3 separate regions of the Hordeum vulgare genome follow, and regions 2 and 3 are each linked to region 1. The links are chromatin contacts, called in public Hi-C maps. All regions are on one chromosome and are shown on one strand. The core of a region is the stretch at or near the end of the contact, and the rest is flanking DNA. Distances in the headings are between cores, read along the strand shown.

Region 1 (3,025 bases), core at 290-2,789:
TGTCGAGTTCATAATACACATAAATTGGAGCTTTCATATGGTATTGAACCTGTAAACATACACTCTCAAGTCTCAACATTTTTCTGAGGAAGTAACATATAAGTACTAGAAATATTAGGAAGATAGGAAAAGAGAAACTGTAATATGTGTCTGATGTAATCTCAAAGTCCCATACTGAACTCAGTCCGTTATACAAAGAAAATATAGTCCAGACTGTAGTCAGATGACAAGTAAGTAGGAGAAATGAGGTCCGATAAGACACTACCTTCACTTTCTGAATACACTTCTTCGAAATTGAGCTGTCTTTGATATAAGCCTGCTTATTACTTCTGTAAGCATTAGGTAGACAATCAATATCATAGCGGTGAACAACTTCTGCAACCTGCACGCCCAGAGCAGGGAGTGCACATTTAGCATGACAGCCGAACAAATGCCAATTCAGCATATATCAGATAGAAAAGAAATCAATTACTCTGTTTGAAGCTTGAAGGCAAATTAGTCCGACCGGTACAAAAATAATCCCAATTACCAAGAAAATGGCTATCACCTGCAACAATGGAAGTAATGCCATATAAGTTACTAAGAAAGCACATAATGCCATATGTAAAAACCTATGTTTAGTGTCAGTGCCAGCTTACGTATCCTGGTGTCATTGCCGGTTTCCAAGCTGGAAGATCCTGCTGGGTGAATTTATAGAATACTGCAAAACCGACATGATCAACCTAGATAGCATCAGGAAGGAAGAAACTTATAATCTGTAAGCGCGTAAAGGGCATTCACTGTCTCATTGTCTAATAATCAACTTCAACAAATTTGATGCGACAAGCTTGCTGATAGTGCATCAACATTTGCATCTCACTCGATTAAACCTATGCAAATGGCCTCTGGATGCAGCACACTAACATAGCATGCCCACACCTAAGATCACCAAAGTAAAGCGACCACCGTAGCACGCAGAAGTAAATCCATACATAGCAGCTAAGAGGCATTTTGTCGCATAAATTTCTCGAGATCGCAGGAGGCTACCAGCCCTAGCACACGGAACAACCTGCTCGAGCAGATGGAGGCACTACACAGCTCATCAGCGACCGAATCGAAGCGTGCGGCGTGGTCAAAACCTGGCTCACCTCCCGATCTCGCCGGGCGCCCCCCGCGCGGTGCGGAGCCTGCGGACGCCGAGGTGCCCGCCTCGTCCATCACGCCTGCGAGCTCGCCTGAGAAGCCCCTTCCGCTTGCAGGAGTCCGTGCTCGCAGGGTATCGGAGCAGGTCGCGGAGGAGAGATCGGGGGAGAAGAAGAAGCAGAAATGCTGCAGGTGGGAGAGCCCATGGGTCAGGTCAGCACGGAGAGAGAGTGTGACGAGGAATACGGGCCTCAGCTAGGCCCGGTGGATAGCCCGCAAAGGTGGGGGCCATGTCCGGCCCACGTGATGTGGGCTTTGGGTTGAACGGGCCGTGAGGTTGACGGCGTGAGACGGGGCTAACGACCGGTGGCACCGCCGTTAATTCGCTCTGCGCGTCGCGGTCAGGAGCTCATTTCCCCATTCCGCCCCAGGAGAGGGAGGAGCGAGAGGCGCCACAGCGAGCGAGAGAGGGGAGATGCGGGAGGAGGTCAGGAGCTCGTCGGGGGCGGCGGCCGAGCCGCAGGTCGCCGTCGTCCGGTCGTCGTCGCCGCCGCCCACCCCGGTGGCCAGGTACGGTCTCCGTCGCTCCTCGCCCCCCACCCCTTCTCTCCTGGTGGTAGATTCGCCGTATGGAGACGAGAGCTGGATTTGTTTTGGGCACGATTCCTGCGGAGACCTAGGGTAGGACCGCAGGTGGGGTTCGCGGGGTAGCAGGCAGACAGTGTGTGTAGATGTTCGATTATACCATTGGGTAGTAGGAAGGATGGTATGATCTGCAGCCATCACCTTGTCACTCTCCTATAGTCGTATGAGATCCTACATGATTTTGTTTAGGTCTAAGCGGAAGATATTTGGTGGCTCAATCCGTACCCAGTGTTTGAAAATATAGGGGTTTTGCTGTGTATTTTTCTAGTACCTTTTCTTTTATCAGTTATGATGATGAAATAGCATCCAACAAGTTTAGAAAGGAGTAAGGAGAAGGGCTGTCGGGTTCGACGCATGCGCCAATTGCAGTATTTCTCGGTTAGAAGCTACAGCCCGAAAACCTAGTAGCACTATCGTACAACCATACAGGAAAAGTACCACCAGCTGAAGAGACCACAAGCAAACGCAACTAGCCATATTGCACATCTGAAATCATCAAAAATAGGCACCTCACCATCCTGAACAGAGGTTTCAGCAGATTCCTGAGCAAGTGAGCATCTTGATAACAAACCAGCTGCCGTGCCTTCTGCATCAGTTGTTCTGTCCCTGGTTGTGAACCCCAGGATTTTGGTTGTCTAATGGTCGTCGCCTCTGTAAAGTGGGAAAAGATGATGCACTGTGCCTGGAACTGGATGATACAAAACCTTATGCTATTCTTGGAGCTTGCGATGCCAAATAGTTTCTCAGACCTGGGTCTGCAGTGCTGCTATTTCTGCTTGTTAGAATTCTTAAAGCTTTACAAGTGTTTTTCCCCTATAGATTTGTTTGGAGGAAAAAACTTATTTCAGTATCATCTTTTTGCAATTTATTAGGGTTCGGCCAGGTGGCCAATACTTTGTTGAGAGTCTTGTCATAAACTCCTAACTTTCAATTGATCGCACTGAACCCTTTTTTCCTTTCTCAGTTCTGCTGGTGCCTCATCACCTGCTATGCAAATTAATATAGTAAGCATAGATTGGCTGGGTAACAGACAGGCTTCCAGGGTTGATTCCTCATCACACGTTGCACCACATGCCTATGGGCCTGCTCATAGCTTTGATGCTGCTGGAACTGCTTTGGATTCTGCACCATCTTGTAGACCATGGGAGCGTGGAGACTTACTTCGTCGACTGGCAACATTCAAACCTTCAACTTGGGATGCTAAACCGAAGGTCATCTCTTCTTTCTTGTTTATAGGAATTTAACATTGTTGAAAGTA
Region 2 (3,025 bases), core at 324-2,823, 360 kb before region 1:
TAGTGAAATCTTCAAAAAAACTTATATTAAAAAACGGAGTATTTTTTAGTTCACGAAAATGTTGTTTCCAAGTCCAGTTTCATCGGAAAAGGAAATGATGAATCTGCTTTAGTTAATAGAAAAGGATAGCCGCTTGGAGGAATAGTACCAACACTATAACTGTTGCTTGCATAATATACAGACTCGGGTACTAAAATGGACTCCCCCGCAAAAAATAAGGATAACGAAATGGACTCAAAGCACAACATTTGGTGTAAGTGTTTCTCTCTCTCTCCCTCCCTCTCTCTCTCTCTCTCCCTCCACATATTTTGAACTATTTACAATAATTTGTGCAAGCATGGAATGGTTTGTACAGTTTAATAAATCTGTACAGTTCCTCAAAAGTGTCCAATAAAACAACCCAGAGCAATTTATAATTGCAAGGCCAGTATAATACTTATGATCAGGTTAAATCTGATGACCACTATTTACATCATCACTGCGCTAAATGTTTATGATAATCTGGTTTGGAACTGAAAAGTGCGAGAACTCGTTCGACCCACACACTCGTTCGACCCACACATGCACGTCTACCTAGTACTTTCTCCGTCTCAAAATAAAAATCTCAACTTTGTACGTACTAAGTTTAAGACACTTATTTTGAAACGGAAGGTGTATGTCATACAATTGTTAAACCAAATTAAAATGGACAGAATAAATATAAATTGCTTACAGGATCCTGGAGAATGCCTCCCTGTTCTCCTTGAGGGTCCACTCATCCTCCGCCCCGGATGCATAGTAGTCGTAGGCCATCTTGGGAAGCTTCTGCTTCGCGATGGCCTGGTACTCCGATACATTGGTGATCGTCTCCCCCATGTTTGCCTCGCTAGCAGCGCCGAGCCCCTCACCACTCTGCAACCAAGAACACAACAGGACGAGCGTGTTAGACAGTAGAGCTAGATCTTCCCCCAAAGCGGCCGTCGTTTACATGCAAAAAACTTTGGAAGATGCAAGTGTGGACGTCCTTTCCTTTAAAGCAACAAGCCAATCGAGCTACTCCAGAAAAAACACTAGTATGATGGCACGTTCCACGGCTAGAGAAACAAAAAAGGACACCTTTCTTGCAGAGTGCATGCAGATGCCCATTTTGTTTCTGCATAAAAGATATAAATACTGCTCTTTCAGCAGAAAGCAAAACCGAGGAAGAATTTCCTAGTAGGAGAAAACAGCGAAACAGACAAACGCGCAATTCATTTCGGCAGAAATGATAAAGGAACATGGTGAAGCTAGCAATGGAACTTTGGAACATCGGCAAGCGCAAAGTTGAGAACAAAGAAACAAACAACAAAGCAATCGGAAACAAAGACAGCTGCAAAAACAATACCCGATCGAGAAGAACACGGACGGAGCTGGATCGGGAAGAAACCGGGGCACATGATGAAGCAATTGAATGAAGAACATGGATTGAATGGCTGGCATCTTTACCTTAGAGGAGGACGCAGGCGCCAGGCGAGGTGGGAAGACGAACGGGAGGGAGTGGTGGGGAGTGCAAGTGATATATAGTAGCCAGGAGATAGCAGATAGGGGGGAGGCTTCAGCTGCGCATGGAGACAAAGATTGCAGGGAGACGTGGAGATTGTTGAGGGGGAAAGGAAGTGGGGGAGGTTACGGATGAGCTATTGGAGGTTGGGATGAAGGGTGCCTCCTCCTACACTGCTTCCTCATCCACTTGACATCATCATCATCACCACCCAAGCCAACGGAGAAGCACAATAAAACATACCCGTTTCTCTCCCTTTTTTTCGTTTTCTTTTGGTGTTCAGTCGCAGCAGCGGATTATCTCCTCCCGGGCTTTTGTCGCGGAAAATTGTAAGAGATGTCGTGGCGACTGAGTTATCTTCGGTGAGCCCGGGTGATCCTTGCCCTTCGGTGGTTAAAAACTTCATTCACACAATACAAGCAGGGTAATTGTGTTTTCAGAAAGTTCATAGTGCTATATCTCATTGAGATTGTGTTTTGGCATGTTTGGTTTGGCTGCTCCATCTTGGTCAGAGACACTGTTGCAACTAGGCAACCTGCATCTTGACAAGAGGATGCCACACAAATATGGGTCAGAGACACAGGATATTACTAACATGGACATAAAGAAGTTAGACTTTATTACAGCAGTTTCCCATGTCAACCAATTTTCAAAAGACAAAGAGCCCAGAGCTATGGTACAAAGCATGCTCGGCATAAACGGCAGTGAGGCACCCTTGTGGTACCCACGGAGGATCAGAAACAACACGCTTCGGCTTCAGAGCTCAGGGCGCATTTCAACTTCACACCAGTTTCAGGCACCACACAACTAACATTTACGAGTAGCAGCACTACCCTCTGTAAGAGCTGAAGAATTTTATCAGCCCCAGCAACTGTTCCAAAGGGAAGGGATATTGTTGCTTAATCATGATCATTCGGCCTTTTGGCGAAAACAACTGTTATAACAATTCCATGCTGCTATCACGAGGAGCACCAGCAAACTCCTGTACTAAAATAAAAAGATAAAAAATTATCATTAGAAAAAATATAATGGAAACCAGTAATATTGTGCACCCCTTCTCCGGACAATGTATTGGGGTAATATTTACTCTATTATCAGGAAAGCCATACTTTACAAGCTCACATTTCTCACAGCAGCAAACTCTTCGGAACAGAAGTGCACATATACTAGGGAAGAAAAGAAATCACAAGAATCAGAGATTACTTGGTTTCCTTGCTCTGGTTCAAATGCCAAAAGCATCCGAACACAAGTCAGTAGATTTCCTTTCTCCCAGTAGCCATAAGCAAACTCATCGTCCTCATCTAACAAAACCTGTCACTGTAACCGCACACCTATAGCACCTCACATTCCCCTAGCATCACCGCTCCATACGTTCTCCCAGGAGTTCTTGTTAGCTTTTGGTGCCTCAACGAACTGCTGGCCTGGCCCCTCAAATGGTGGAGCTTGTGCACCCTGAATTCCGCCCTTCTTTGGTTTGGTTTTGATCCCCAGCAAACGGAATGTGAA
Region 3 (3,025 bases), core at 251-2,750, 300 kb before region 1:
CGCTCTCGCTGACCGTGCGTCGGGATTGTCATATCCATCTTAATTCATCTCTCCCGTGCTGATACACTCCAGAAAATTTCCCCTCGCGGATGAATCCCATCTATGCCCCTCTCCATCCCCCACTGCTCCCGCTGTCTTCGTCGCCATCTGCCATGAAATCGAGGCGAGAAAGGAGGATCCATAGTGTGCAATCTCATGGTAGATGTCACTGCATGCCTTGTATAATAGCGAGGTCCATATGGTGCACGCGGACGCAACTTTCAAATGCCTCCATGATGACCTCGTGGAACTGGTCGTAGAGCTCGCCGACATGCTCCGCCGCAGCCGACGAGGCGTCGGCCTCGAGTGACGAGTGCCCGGAAGCCGGGAAGAGACGCTAGGCCACCACAACAACGAAGCCGCTGGTGACGAAGTCGACAAGACTACAAAATACAGACGTGTATGTAGCCACGTCAATGCAATACGCCATGTTGATGCCCCCTGGACAGACGGGTGAGGGCGCTCGCGGGACAAGGAGGCGACAGGAGCGGGTTCTATCCTCTGCCAGCCGAAGCCAAAATGGCGCCATGTTTTGTGTGTGTGTAGTGTGTCTCTCCCTTTGAGGCCTTCAGAATTTAAGCTTAAAAATTGGAATTACAAGGCCTAACTGAAGGGGAAAAAGGATGTATGATCACAAGAGTATAAAGCAGCGTACGGATCCGCCCTGTGTGTCATGGATTTGATGGATGAGATTTTTTGTTTTGATGTAAATCAGAGAGGGATCTGGAGCATGAAGAAAGCACGCATAATGAGATTCCTTTTATTTAACCGTTTATTTATTTTTATTACTAGGTGGGTCCCAGCAAACACTATTAGAAAGATTTTTCTTTTCTCTTTAAGTCAGCGTAAAACTAGATAGAGGGAAATGAAAATGACAGGTGGGGTCGAGGTGCCAATGAAAGTATACTATGATCCTGATCGAGAACGGTATTTGCCGGTGTGCCAAACGTGGTTAGGGTTAGCATTGGTCGGGATTCAAAAATATAGGGTACAAATTTCAGAGATATAAAGGTAAGGTTTAATTTTAACGAGGGATATGAATTCAAGATTTATTTCAGACTTTATTCATTATTAATCTATTATGTCCGTGTTATCTTTTCTCGACATGTGAAATTTACACACTACATTGTATTTACATAACTTCAACAAGGCGTACTAGGCTAGCAGCTCCTTTTGATGTCGTCATCACTCATCACATATCACATCTTTCCACGAATCAACCATACCGATCTACTGCGCCAGCCGTGCCGGAGCCCTCCGTGTGGTCTCCTGTGCCAGCCACTCGTCCCGCTCACAGACGTGCCGTGCCGGCCCATGCCCGCGTGCTCGGAACCCCTGCGCGCTCGCCCACCGTACGTGACGCAAGCGGTGACACACACCGGCCGAACCAAGGCCCAGAATCCTCCAGCCTCTACCTACACTACACCACCCGTTCGGTTCGATCTTCTCTCCCAAGTTCTAGTCAAAACGTAGTACACTACTGTATGGAGTACTAGACTAGACTACTCCGGAAACACACAATCCCGCACCCCTATAAATCCTCACACCCTCACCTCGTCTTCATCCTCACTCATCCCCCACACAGCGCACACAACACAAACACACAAGCACACATCGAACGAGATCCAAACCAGCCAAGAACAATGGCGGGCGAGAAGGGCCTGGTGCTGCTGGACTTCTGGGTGAGCCCGTTCGGGCAGCGCGTCCGCATCGCGCTGGCCGAGAAGGGCCTGCCCTACGAGTACGTGGAGGAGGATCTCATCGCCGGCAAGAGCGACCGCCTCCTCCGCTCCAACCCGGTCCACAAGAAGATCCCAGTGCTCCTCCACGACGGCCGCCCCGTCAACGAGTCACTCATCATCCTCAACTACCTCGACGACGCCTTCCCGGACGCCCCGGCCCTCCTCCCCTCCGACCCCTACGCGCGCGCGCAGGCCCGCTTCTGGGCCGACTACGTCGACAAGAAGGTCTACGACTGCGGCACCCGGCTCTGGAAGGTCAAGGGAGAGCCGCAGGCGCAGGCGCGCGCCGAGATGCTGGAGATCCTCAAGACCCTCGACGGCGCGCTCGGGGACAAGCCCTTCTTCGGCGGCGACAAGTTCGGGTTCGTCGACGCCGCCTTCGCGCCCTTCACCGCATGGTTCCACAGCTACGAGAGGTACGGCGAGTTCAGCCTGGCGGAGGTGGCGCCCAAGATCGCGGCGTGGGCCAAGCGGTGCGGCGAGCGGGAGAGCGTCGCCAAGAGCCTCTACTCGCCCGAGAAGGTCTACGACTTCATCGGCCTGCTTAAGAAGAGGTACGGCATCGAGTAGGCGCGCCGGCGGACCGCCATGCACGCGCAAGCCGGCCGGCCGGCCGGCCTGCCGGAAGGAAGCTACAGATAAAAATTATGGAGCGATTTGGGTGGCCTGCAGTGCGTGCGTTTGGATATTTCTTTCTTTATTAGTGGAATAAATTGTTCGCGTGTGAGTGGTTGGTAGTATATGGTTGGGTCAGGCAGTGTGGGTGCGTGTTGTGCTCTCCTGCTCTATGTGTGTGTCATGTGTCAACCCTGGTCTTCGGTGGGGGCAGCACCGAGTTGCCACCTGCGATTCCATTTCTATACCCGCTCCGTGCGATGAATAAATTAAGAAGGCTGTGAGTCGATTTGATTTGGCCTCACCGTTGGATTTCCATGCTATCGTCTTCTTTCTCTCCCGCTTTCTTCCTCGTCCTGACTCAAAACTCTAGTCAAGCTTCTTTCTCCCCTCTGAAGCGGCCGGCCTCAGCTTCTTCCTCTCATTTGTCAAGCAACGCCGGCGAGACTTCTCCAGCGAGGTTCTACTGACGGCCCAACTCGCCACTGGCCTCCACTCGAGTCAAGGTTCTTCCTCCCCTCTTAAGTGACGCCATGGTTCTACTCTCTCCGATACAAAATAGATGTCACAGTGGAGTACTATATTTTCCGACGAGCCCTCATTTAGGACGACGTGGTGGCAGGCTCCGG

The links. A called contact is a pair of places that touch in the nucleus more often than the background predicts.
Region 2: a contact with region 1 is called in a Hi-C map of seedling, with 3 times the contacts expected there. The contact joins the promoter of LOC123452579 here to the promoter of LOC123452569 in region 1. A contact is called at or near these places in 2 of 6 Hi-C or Micro-C datasets (leaf and seedling).
Region 3: a Hi-C map of seedling shows a contact between it and region 1, with 2.9 times the contacts expected there. The contact joins the promoter of LOC123452577 here to the promoter of LOC123452569 in region 1. A contact is called at or near these places in 1 of 6 Hi-C or Micro-C datasets (seedling) and 1 of 1 datasets of contacts at active chromatin or transcription factors (embryo).

What each region holds. Positions count from the first base shown.
Region 1 is chr5H:541,416,248-541,419,272 of MorexV3_pseudomolecules_assembly, reverse strand. LOC123452569 reads left to right here and starts at 1,539. Exons shown (of 8, transcript XM_045129242.1): 1 at 1,539-1,692; 2 at 2,732-2,978. The coding sequence starts at 1,598. LOC123452571 (putative ALA-interacting subunit 2) reads right to left here and starts at 1,325. Exons shown (of 9, transcript XM_045129244.1): 1 at 1,128-1,325; 2 at 639-700; 3 at 473-547; 4 at 266-382; 5 at 1-49. The coding sequence starts at 1,197.
Region 2 is chr5H:541,776,935-541,779,959 of MorexV3_pseudomolecules_assembly, reverse strand. LOC123452579 (peroxisomal (S)-2-hydroxy-acid oxidase GLO1) reads right to left here and starts at 1,573. Exons shown (of 9, transcript XM_045129255.1): 1 at 1,465-1,573; 2 at 713-891. The coding sequence starts at 855. It overlaps LOC123452580 (peroxisomal membrane protein 13-like), which reads right to left. Exons shown (of 5, transcript XM_045129256.1): 5 at 2,591-3,025. The coding sequence ends at 2,861.
Region 3 is chr5H:541,721,163-541,724,187 of MorexV3_pseudomolecules_assembly, reverse strand. It overlaps LOC123452577 (probable glutathione S-transferase GSTU1), which reads left to right and starts at 1,500. Exons shown (of 1, transcript XM_045129254.1): 1 at 1,500-2,712. The coding sequence starts at 1,683. The coding sequence ends at 2,351.